Regions from separate parts of the Mus musculus genome. Here region 1 is linked to region 2. A link is a contact called in public promoter capture Hi-C data. All regions are on one chromosome and are shown on one strand. Each heading gives the region's core, a stretch centred on a gene start, on an enhancer-like site or on the middle of the called end of the contact. The rest is flanking DNA. Distances are from core to core; before and after follow the strand shown.

Region 1 (6,319 bases), core at 2,143-4,642, 2.8 Mb before region 2:
CATCACTTTTAAATCAGGGAGCATGTGTGATTAATGTACCGAAGGACACAATCTATTAGTGAGAAGTACTCTTTGATAATGAAATGGTATTCTATATTTGGTATATAGCTTTTAGATTTGGCCTCAGTATTTAGTAAGATTGTTCAGTTTTCCTCAGCTGTATATAGGCCCTGCCTTGCTGAAGTAACCCACATTCTTTTTTTTTAAAGATATATTTATTTATTTTATATATATATATGAGTACACTGTGGTTGTTGGGAATTGAATTTAGGACCTCTGCTCACTCTAGTTGGCCTTGCTCGCTCAGCCCCTGCTTGCTTTTGTCCCTGCTTGCTGCTGCTGCTGCTTCTTCTTCTTCTTCTTCTTCTTCTTCTTCTTCTTCTTCTTCTTCTTCTTCTTCTTCTTCTTCTTCTTCTTCTTCTTCGTTTTTTTCTGAGACAGGGTTTCTCTGTGTAGCCCTGGTTGTCCTGGAACTCACTCTGTAGACCAGGCTGGCCTCAAACTCTGGAATCTGCCCGCCTCTTCCTCCCAAGTGCTGGGATTAAAGGCATGCGCCACCACTGCCTGGCCAGATTTTATTTATTATTATACATAAGTATACTGTAGCTGTCTTTAGATGCACCAGAAGAAGGTGTCAGATCTCATTATGGGTGGTTGTGAGCCACCATGTGGTTGCTGGGATTTGAACTCAGGACCTTCAGAAGAACAGTCAGTGCTCTTAACCACTGAGCCATATCACCAGCCTGTAACCTACATTCTTGTCGTTTATATGGGATATTGAGATACATCCATTTATGACAAAGGAAATCTGGAGTGAGAATTTATTATCTAAATAACATTTCATATGATCAAACATAATTTTTGAGGACTGCTGTCCCTTCAATTGTTAAATAGACACACTGCATTTTAAAGGGGATCATATTCCATATTTAGCAAAATCAATTTCAGTTTATGTTCTGTTAGGCCTATTGAAATTTCATGCCTAAGTTATCACTTGGGCTTCTAAATAATCTTTGTATCTTCAAGCTTTTCTTTGTACTATTTTTCCTCTTAGTGAACATTACTCAATACCCTTGCTTGGACTAACTATGACTACCCTTTGAAGCTTTGAGGGAATCATCCCTATATTTTTAGTCTCCTCAATGTAGACTGGACAGAGGTCAGAATTAAACTTAGATTACAGGCAGTTTGTCATAAATGTTGATCTGAAGACAGAGACTTTAATCCCATATGTATTTCCCATGTGTCATACTCTAAGTGCCTTAAATACCTCACTTATTACTTCAGAACTTCCAGTGGCTTTGTAGGGTTTTGTTTTGTTTTTTTATTCTCATTTTTGGAAATTTCCATCCTAATCTATATATAAATCCTTCTTTATTAAAACTATTTCTGTCTTTCGATCATTCTAACATTTTATATTTGTTAATACCATAACATACTTTATGTTTAACAAATAAATTCATAATCTACTATGAGAACATTTATTTAGGGGTGGGGAATAAGCAATGTTTATCCCCTCTTTCTAAGTTCTCAATGGCACCACATTTCAAAATTATCATAGTTCAACCAAAGATGCCAATGAAATTATTTGGTTTACTTTCACAAAATTGACAAGGTGTTTCTTATGAGACTGTGGGTATCCTACAATCAGTCACATTAAAAATGCCTTACTCAGGCTGGAGAGATGGCTCAGTGGTTAAGAGCATGGACTGCTCTTCCAGAGGACCTGAGTTCAATTCCCAGTAAGCACATGGAGGCTCGAAACCATCTGTAATAAAATCCAGCGCCTTCTTCTGGTGTGTCTGAAGACAGCAACAGTATATTCATAGACATAAAAAAAAATCTTTAAAAAAATGCCTTACTCAGTATGTATGGAGACAATTTCACATAAGTAGTTATCCCCCTTCTACCTTTTAAAAGTACTGGCCAGGCATGTCCTGGTTTTTTTGTTTGTTTGTTTGTTTTAGATTTAGTAAAATTTAAAAAGTCCTGCTGTGGTTATTTTAATTCAATGAAGCTGAAGGTATGAAGATGGTTGTTGTTTAATTTAGAAGATAAGACACAAGTCCTGTGCTTGTATATTTATTTGTTTTTAGTGAGGCTTTACTGGATATTAAACAGGGAAGTTCTTTCAAATTGTCTACTTCCTTCCCTACATTTTTTAGCAAGGTGTTTTGTTTATTCATTCATTTGTTTTGTTTTGAAACTGGCATTAGTAAGTACTTATTTCTTCAGAATTCTGGGAAGTACTCAAGATCCACTGAGATATCAAGCAATGTGAACTCAACAAGTCCTTGATTTTTCTACTTTCCCTTGGCAATGAATCTGCTCAGCTATTATTGGACTAGGAGGACCACTGTCTGTAAGACATTCTATTAAATCCCCTTTCTACATACACAGAGAAATTAATCCTATGAGATGAGGTACGTTTTTCTATACTAAGACAACTGTGGTTTTTCTCCACCTTGCCACTGAGGAAGATGTGCTGGCTAACAATAGTGCTCTACTGTTTGTCATGTTTTCTGGTTTTCTCCCAAGGTTGTTTCATACCTTTTTGGTGAAAAGGAGCTGCAGTTTCCCTGAGCCCAGCATGAAGCCACAAAACAAAACTCTTGTTTCCTAAAATCCTCTTTAATGTTAATATCCTGGGCATCCTTCCACCGGTGGGCCAGATTGATACCTGCACTCCAAGTTCAGTAACAGGCTATCAGATACCTTCAAGAAGGGGAAGTGCTGTGAAGAAAGTTCAAGCAAGCTACGAAGGAGGTCATGGTGAGTGCAGGATCACTGCCCACAAAGGGGAGGAGCAGGCGGCTAAAGAGCCTGAGCTGAAATGCTGTGTCCTCTCCCACGGCTTGGAGGATAGGCACAAAAGCTACTGGAGTGCAAGTCAGACCTGAGATCTGGAAAAGGTCTGACCCAGGACTGGAAACTCTATTTAACCTTGAGGAGGGGTAAGACTCACTGGCCAATCAAGGCCCCCAGGCGGACCTGCCAGTCAGACAATGAGGAGGGTTCTTCCGGGTGGCTTGCTGCATGTTTGTTTCGGCTGTGCAGGCTTGAATGGTTCTTTCCGTCCTGATTGGGTGCTGTGAGGGGACCTCAAACAAGCTCCGAAGTTGAGACATGGTGAGTGTGAGATCACTGCCCACAAAGGGGAGAAGCAGGCGGATGGCCGGAGCTGCAACGGTGGGTCCTCTTCCAGGGCTGCATGGGACGAGAGATATCACGAGCAAGATGCCAAACTTGGTGGACAGACACAAATGCTACCGGAATGCAAACCACTCCCGGGATCTGTAAAAGGTCTGGCCCGGGACAGGAAGCACACTTTAACCTAGAGGAGGGGTAAGGCTCACTGGCCAATCAAGGCTCCCCTGCGGAACTGCCAGTCAGACAATGAGGCGGGTTCTTCGGCTGCCTTGCTAGAAATTTGTTTTGGCAGTGCGGGCTTGAATGGTTCTCTGTATCCTGCTTTGAGCGATGTTGTTGGGTGCTTTGAGGGGACCTCAAGTAAGCTCCGTTTTTGAAACATGGTAAGCGCAGGGTTACTGTCTATAATGGGCAGGGGCGGGTGGCTGAGCAGTGCGAGCTGAGGTGGTGGATCTTCTCTGGGCTGGATGCTCCTCACTTGCTAAAACAGGCGGTGAACTCTGAATAACATCAGTATCAGGGCTGAATCTAAAAACATTTGGACTAGGGGCTTGCTTGTAGAAATATCACGAGCAAGATGCCAAACTTGGAGAGCCCTAGTTTCTCTTGAATCTTATATAAGTTTTGCCCTTAGCATTTATCTATTAGGTGTAAGATCCATTTGTAGTTAATTTTGTAGAGCTGTTAAAAGGCATCTCATGTGTTGGATAGCACTCCCATATTAAGCTGAGATGTAGAAGAGTAGAATTGATGATGTAAAGGATTTACCAAGCTTAGGAAATAATGACAGTAAGTAGCATTTAGCTGATGGAGGACTGCATCAAAAACACCCCACAGATTAGTATGATAAGCAGGCCGGTTAGAGACTAGGAAGCTAGGATTCACATGTTTGCTCACCAGGTTTGTCTAAACATCTGGCTCCAAACCATAACAAAGGAGGCAACTGTGTTGTACAACCAGCCACTTGGCACATGCTCATAGCAAAAAGCAGGTCTGTAACAAGCTGCTCAATCTGTCATTAGAGTCACAACCAACATTAAGGACTGGTGTGCCTGAAATCCCCATTTTCTAATTGGGAAAAGCATAGTTCTGCCACATGGGAAAGACTACACTGGTTGACATCCATTTGAGAAGGAAAAACACCTATGTGCTTGCAGACAGGAGCCGAGCATGGTTGTCCTCTGAGAGGCTCTATCAGCAACTGAGACAGATGCAGATACTTACAGCAAACCAATGGACTCCAGTCAGGGACCCCTATGGAAGAGTTAGGGGAATCAAATAACCCAGATCCCTCGTGGTTCACAAAGACTAAGCCATCAACCAAAGAGCATACATGGGCTGGCCCATGGTCCCAGGAACATATGTAGCAGAGGACTGCATTGCCTGTACTGAGTGGGAGACTATACACCTAATCTTGTAGAGACATGATGCCCTAAGGAAGGAGAATGGGGAAGGTGAGGTGGTGGTGGGTGAGTGGATGAGAGGAGTGGAGATGGGGTGATCGAGCATGGTCTCAAAGGCAAAGGGAAGGGGGAATAGGTAAAACATCCTGAGAGGGGGGACCAGATAGTGGTGCAATGTTTGGAATGTAAATAAATAAAACAATTAAGAAGAAATAGAGAGAGAGAGAGAGAGAGAGAGAGAGAGAGAGAGAAAGAAAGAAAGAAAGAAACACTGTTGTATGGAGGGCTAGCCTTATCAAGTAAGTCTTTCCCTAAAGCCCTCATGAATAAAGAATGACAACTCCTTCTCAAATCCAGGAACATACTTGGCAGAGCCAATAATGGACTGGGGCCTAGGCCTTGGGAGCTTTTGCTATGGCTACAATGTATTGAGAATAAAATAGAGCTCCTTTTCTAAAGCCAGGAATATCCTTGGGAGAGCTGGTAATGGTCTGGGGCCAAGGCCTTCATGACAATTTATATCCTCAGAACCCAACTCTTTCTGCCATGTGGGGCTATGGTTATTAGTCGTAAGGCCACTGTAGGCTTGGTCAGTAATGTTCTTTTTTATTTTTTTCTGGTTTTTCGAGACAGGGTTTCTGTGTGTAGCCATGGCTGTCCTGGAACTCACTCTGTAGACCAGGCTGGCCTTGAACTTGAACTTGAAATCCGCCTGCCTCTGCCTCCCAAGTACTGGGATTAAAGGCGTGTACCACCACTGCCCAGGTTAATGTTCTTGAGATAAGGAGTAATCTTGTGCAGCTTCTTAGAAGTCTCCCATTTATTTCCATCTTCCCTCTGTAAGTAGTATACAGGATGCTATTCTTAAGAGCTTTACTTAGCACAAGACATGGCTTCTGCAAGATCTCCCCATCACAACTTTTATTCATTCTTTTTTTTTTTTTTTCTTTTTTTGATTTTTCGAGACAGGGTTTCTCTGTATAGTCCAGGCTGACCTGGAACTCACTCTGTAGACCAGGCTGGCCTCGAACTCAGAAATCCACCTGCCTCTGCCTCCCGAGTGCTGGGATTAAAGGCGTGCGCCACCACGCCTGGCTCTTTTTTTTTTCTTTAAAAACATTATATATATATATGAGATTGCTCTCTTCAGACACACCAGAAGAGGGCATTAGATCCCATTTCAGATGGTTGTGAGCCACCATGTGGTTGCTGGGAATTGAACTCAGGACCTTTGGAAGAGCAGTTGGCATTCTTAACTGCAAAGCCATCTCTCCAGCACACTTTTATACATTCTACCTTCTACTTTTTGGCTTTTTCATCCTCTGGGACCTTGGACTTAGGCCCCTGTCACTGAAGAACCAACCTTTGTATTAGGGCACTGGTGTACTTAAGAAATAGTTTCTGGAATATCTTTGCTGTAAAAAATCTCCCATCTACCTCGTTGACTAGACTTGCGGTCTCCTGTCCCTATTTAAACTGTCCAAACTATAACATGAAGCCTAATCCTAAAAGAGCATTAGACAGAGCTGAGTTTGGGCTATCATTATAGAGATTTTTTAAAAAGTAATCTTTAATTTTGTATAGAGTGATTTCTCCCTGGGAAGGCATGTTAAGTCTAAGACAACTGTATTTTCAGCCTTTAAGAAAGATGTTTCCAAAAAAAGCTTTGTTGACTCAGGTCACCTTGCTGCCGGTCTGTTGCTCCCCGTGGAAATGACCTTGCTTGCCTCTTGATTAAACTTCCTAAATTCTTTAGTTAAAAGGCT
Region 2 (5,822 bases), core at 1,043-3,542:
TGTCCAAACGACCTGGGAACTTATGAAACAGTTTTATGCACACTGGGGCCTAGTAGGTCAGGAAACTTTCAGTTTTACAGATGATTGCTGGCTATAGGTTCAGTGTGTCGAATAAGTTATTGCCCCTGGCATTTTTCTCAACTCTGTTTTATCTAGAAGCACACACATCTGGGGAGGCAGACAAATGACTAACTAGTCACATTATGAAGATTTGGGGTTTTTATTCACAGCTTCCTCTCTCTTCATGGGGTGTGATACTGACCCAGCACCTGTAGACAGGACAAATGCAGGACACCCCCTCCCCCCCAACATGTGCACTGTGAGACTAGAAAATGCTGCTCTTGTTAAAAGCCTTCAGTGTATGCCCTAATGGACCCCCCCCCCCCCCCGCCTTGTTCACTGAGAAATCGTGTTCTCTTGCATAACAGGCAGATTTGAATGGCGCACCCTCTGGCCCAGAGTATCAAAGGTAGCCCTGACTGCCAACCCAGGTGTAGGTTTCAAACAGTTTCTGAACACGATGTTCAATCTTTAACTTCATGGGAAACAGGACCCCAGTTCAGAGTGGGTAAGGAACTGTTTGTATACAGCTCCACTAAGCCTGTCACAACACTGCTTCCTCTGAAGCCTCATCCCTCCCCTTAAGTCCCTTTGGTTTGATGGCCTCTGTCCCTCTGTTGTATTTGACATGGTATTCATAAATCTGTTCAGTCTGTCTGTCAATCTTGAACTAACTGCACTAGAATGGGTGTTGCATAAAGGATATAAGATTAAAAAGCATATGATATCCCTCACATTTTGTGGCAAATTATTGTAACATCTGTCAGGATCAATGCCCCAAGAGACAATTACATTTAAAGGTAATTTAGGCATTCCATCCCAACTTAAATGGGGTGGGACAAGCCATACCTTCTACAGGACTGATTGATCAGAACGGGAGTGACTACGGAGAGGTTTGATTGCTGCCAGGTCTGTCTTTAGCTCTCTCTACTCTTAAGCTCTCTTAATCCCTTGCCCTCTTCTGTGACTGACATAACACCCTGGTGACAGGTGAAACCTTCTGTAATGTTTTAACAGACCACTGGCTTCCACCAACCAGAAGGCTTCCTTTGCTGTAACAAACTTACCTTTTGTTTCCACCGTTTGTTCTGTTCCATAAGACTGCATAAAACTTCTGCCAAATGGTATCTGGGGAAAACCTCATACTCTGTTCCTGAGCCAGTCACTCATATTTGGCTACAAAACAGACTAGCCCTTGAAGCGAGAGCAGTATTTTGGTGTTGACAACAGCTTGTCCAGAACTCAGCACCTCTTAGGGTGTTTCTCCTCCCGAACCTGTGGGTGCACCAGCCACCCTGAGCTGTGGTTCTCTTGTCCCTGCATAGCACATGCCCACATCTTTCTCATAGGACCGCTGTAGAGCAGAGTACACGTACACTTCAGGATCTTAGTTCGAATCCTCCACTACAGAGGCTGCTTCATCCTGGAGAAATGTTTCTCCTCTGATGCATGACTCCCGCGGCATAAATCTGGATGCAAGACCTCCCAAGGCTGAATTTAAAATCCCAGCGAATGAATCCAAGTGTCTCTCTCAGAACACATTCCCATGATCCTCCATCTCCTCCCCACCCTCTCATGCACGAGTGTCTTTGGACACACCTCTCAGTCTTTATAGGAGTCGACAGAGGCTGGGACAAGGCGAAGAGAGGGAAGAACTAATACTGAGTGAGCCAGACTGCTTAATATGACCAGGCTCTAGGGGAGGAGCTGTGAGAAAGGCTATGGACGCCTGCAGAAGTCACAGCGCTGTACCACCAGGTCCCTTCTCCAGAGTCTGGTAGCGCTGTCATTTTCTCCAGTAATACCAACTAACTGGTGACTTCCAACGCGTGACCTTGCTCCTCAAAACCCACCCTAAGGTGAGGGTGCGCGCAGGGATGTGTTGCACCCCGCGGGACTTACCCACTGCTGGGGGCAGCTGGCCTCGAACGAGCTCCTCAGCTTCTGGCACCGGGCCGCGTCCTCCGCGTTGTCGTCCAGGCAGCGCCAGTACAGGTCGCGCGCACCCCAGCATGCCTGCCTTTCCTTCATGGAAGGGGCTGCCATTCCTGCCTGCAGTGGTCACGCGGGAAGCCACGCAACATGCGACCGGGGCTCAGCCTACGTGGGAGAGCGGTGTGGACTGTGGTTCCCGCACGGCGGTGTCGCCCCGCAGGTCCACCGACTGCACAGGGAAACTCACTGCGAAAGTACCCGCCGCCGATTGACCTGCCCCGGCCTCCGTTTGCAAATAGAAGGGCGGGACTTCCGGCCGAGTCCGTTTCTCCGGCGGATAATTTCCGGCACCAGGGGCGTGGCCTATGGGCGGAAACTAATATCTGATTGGTACCGCCCTCTGTAGCTGCGGCTGCCCTGATTGGCTGAAGAGGGACCCGGAATTGGCGGAGGCGGCCGAGCCGGCACCAAGCTCCGTTCTCAGAGTGTGGTGAGAAGGGGATAGCTCGCCGGAGAGCGCCGACTCTGGGTGAGGGTGAAGCTGAGGTTGGCCATGCTAGAGGTTCCCTGTGCCTTTTATCAATGTCAGGTTATAAAAAGGTATCCGGGCGTGGTGGCACACGCCTTTAATCCCAGCACTTGCGGGGCAGAGGCAGGCAGATTTCTGAGTTCGAGGCCAGCCTGGTCTACAAAGTGAGTTCCAGGACAGCCAGGGCTACACAGAGAAACCCTGTCTCGTATATTTATCTCATTTTATCGATATGGCTGCAATTATGACTGTGCATAATGGTACATCAAGAGCAGACATGAATGAAATGGGAAATAAAAGCAGTGATGTTCGCAGCCAGCCACAGCTGTCTGTATATCTCTTCCCGACCGTCATAATCAAGAATTCATTGGAAACTGAAATAACAGTAGCAATTTCAGTAGTGAAGTTTAGCTCTGTAGATGACAAGAAAGTGAGGCTCTTATAAACAAATGAAGTTTAGCAAAGTGTACAGTTTCTAGAGAGATGGTGCTAGTAGAAATTTAAATTTGCACTGAAAATCCTTCTACAGACAAATTCCAGATAGTTCCTCCAGGAGGTTCCTCTCGACTTTTACTAATTAAATTCTACCTGTATTCTTGCTACTGTTAACTTGTACTAGTTACAGAACCTCCCCAACTCTGAAATAACAAACTCCTTGGAACTCATTGATTTATAAGAGAGAGGAAGAGGAGGGAGAGGGATAAAATGGTGTGATAATGCTTTATATGTCTCACTTAACTAAGAGGGTTTGCTGTAGAAGGATTAATGTACATGATTATGGGAGCCATCCAAGACTTTGTTGAAGGTGTTAGACATTATGCATTGTATGTTCCCCAGTGTCTTGCCAATATATTAAAAAAAAAAAAAAGTCCTATTCAAAACTCTGGTGGACCTGTATGAGAAAATATGATTTAGGGGTTGAAAATTAATTTTTAAAAATTTATTATTTTGTATGCATGGGGGTACTACATGCATGCAGCCTTGAAAAGGTTTTTTTTTAGCCCCACTCATCTACACAAACCCAAACAGCATCATGAAATGGACAGAAAAGACAAGTTGCAGTGCAGGCATTCACTATACCTACAAACCGTAAGACATAGAAACCCTTTCCTTCTCTAAAGGTGCACAAGACAGATGCAACACTGCTGAGAAAATGAGCAGTCTATGCAGATACTGAATCCTCATTGGTTACCACAGCAGTATATGCAAATACTGACGTCCTCATTGGTTAGCACAGCAATCTATGGAGATACTGACAGACATCCTCACTGGTAACCACAGCAATATATGCAGATGCTGACTTCCTCATTGGTAATCATAGCAATATATGCAGATACTGATATTCTCACTGGTAACCACAGTAATATATGCAGATATTGACAGACATCTTCACTGGTAACCACAGCAATATATGCAGATACTCACGATATTCTCACTGGTAACCACAGCAATAAATGCAGATACTCATATCCACTACAGTATTAAGGATAAATACATAAATAGTAAAACCATAAAGGGCAGCAAAGATTATCACAACTGTCTCTAGGGCTAGGAGAGATTTGATCAGGAAGGGCACACAGAGACTGAATGTGAAGCCTTTGGGTTCTGCTCCTAGACCTGGGCGTTTGCTTTCTAAGCACTTTTTTAGCCATGCACATGTTTTGTTTATGTTTTTCTGCATGAATGTGTGTGCCCAGGTTTTAATAGAATAAGTAATTGGCCCAAGAGAGTTGATCATTGTTGTAATTGATCTACAGAAAGATAATAGCAGCCATTATAGAGAGCTTGATTACTAAATTTTAATGTGTTTACCATCTTATATGTTCTTTCTGGCCAAAAGTCAGCCCAGGAGAGTCCTGGCCAAAAGTATAGGCCCAAGAAGGGTTATCATTGTTGGGGCTGATCTACAAGAAGATAATTATGACCACCATATAAAATATGATTATTGACTTTAATGTGTTTACTATATCTGTTCTTGGGCAGTGTTTAGTGCTATATACCACTCATGCAGCCACAGTTCTTCCTTGTCTGTGATGAGACTGAGGCAGAGAGGAGACATACTGCCAAAATGAGTGTACTGTAGTCGGGTTCCTGACTTATCCCCTCAGGAGATTCAACCACCAAAAAGGAATCTAGAGGTTTGAATGGACAACAGCAAAGTCCACGTGCACATTATCAAAATATTGCAGACAACAGGGCCAGTAAAAGAATGTAAGTGCCACAAGAAGGTGGCAGGTGTGCGGTCGCCCAGCCCGGGTGTAAAATGGAGAGCCAGTGAAGAGAGGTCAGGGACAAGGGTGGAAGGCAGGCGGTGCTGGCAGCTCCAGCCACAAGAAATTGTGCGAGTCACCCAGTCTGAACCGAGTGGATCCCCAAACTCCTGGTGGCAGGGCAGGACAGACTCCGTTGTAGGGTGTTGTTTTTCTGTTGCTGCCCACAGACTTTTATTTATACTCTGCTTTTCAAAGCAGTTATCAGAGACACCTACTCAGGAACACAAATGGGGCCGATTCCTTTGACTTCAGTGTTGCTACACACCCTTCTGAACACCAGGTCCATCTGTCCTGGTGTTCTCCTCCTGTTAACTAGAGATGTGCTGCAAGGTTTCGCCTCCCCTCCCCTCTCCTCCTCTATCCTCCCCTCTCCTCCCCTCCTTCTCTTTGTTTCCTCCCCCCCCCCCCCCCAGCCCTTATTTTCCTTGTCGAGTTGATCTAACCTCACAGCTTCAGTTACTATTTCTGTCAGAAAAGCAAGACCAGGTTTGGGCCTTAAAATAAATATTCCTTTTTCAGGTCCCCAGTGGACAGCTCCACTAATTTGTTTTTGAAACGTCTGCACTGGGTCTGTCTATTCATCTCCTGTCTTTCATCTATCATTTACCCCCTATTATTAAATCATCCATTGACTCTCTCTATCCCTATTATTTGTGCGTATCTAGCATCTGTTGTTGCTCTGTTTCTACTTTTGTCTCTGTGTATCTAGCCGGCTATTAATTATGCAAGCATGTACATTTTATTATGTGTATGTTTTTACCCATTCATTCATCCAGTCATATGCATAGCTTGCCTTGTGCTGTTTACTCAAATTCACAGATGTTGCCAGCCTGACATTATCTGTTGCTACTGAAAGCAGCCGATTACAGCATACCACCTGACTGTGGGCTCTACTACTACTTTTCTGATTTATTTCTAGCACTTGTTGCTATGGTTTGGATATGGTGTGAATGTGCTTAGAGGGCTTAGGTTCATGTATTGAATGATCGATCTCTTGTACAGTGGTGTTAAGAAGTGGTGTGATA

The links. Promoter capture Hi-C pulls out the DNA fragments that hold promoters and counts their contacts.
Region 1: a contact with region 2 is called in a promoter capture Hi-C map of liver, with 3 times the contacts expected there. The contact joins the promoter of 2610044O15Rik8 here to the promoter of Coa6 in region 2. A contact is called at or near these places in 2 of 39 promoter capture datasets (liver and pre-B cells).

The regions. Positions count from the first base shown.
Region 1 is chr8:129,231,119-129,237,437 of GRCm38.p6, reverse strand. 2610044O15Rik8 (RIKEN cDNA 2610044O15 gene) reads left to right here and starts at 3,392. Exons shown (of 5, transcript NM_153780.3): 1 at 3,392-3,533. The coding sequence starts at 3,531.
Region 2 is chr8:126,418,971-126,424,792 of GRCm38.p6, reverse strand. It overlaps Coa6 (cytochrome c oxidase assembly factor 6), which reads right to left and starts at 2,292. Exons shown (of 2, transcript NM_174987.4): 1 at 1,963-2,292. The coding sequence starts at 2,106. Gm51604 (a long non-coding RNA gene) reads left to right here and starts at 2,423. Exons shown (of 2, transcript XR_003947620.1): 1 at 2,423-2,524.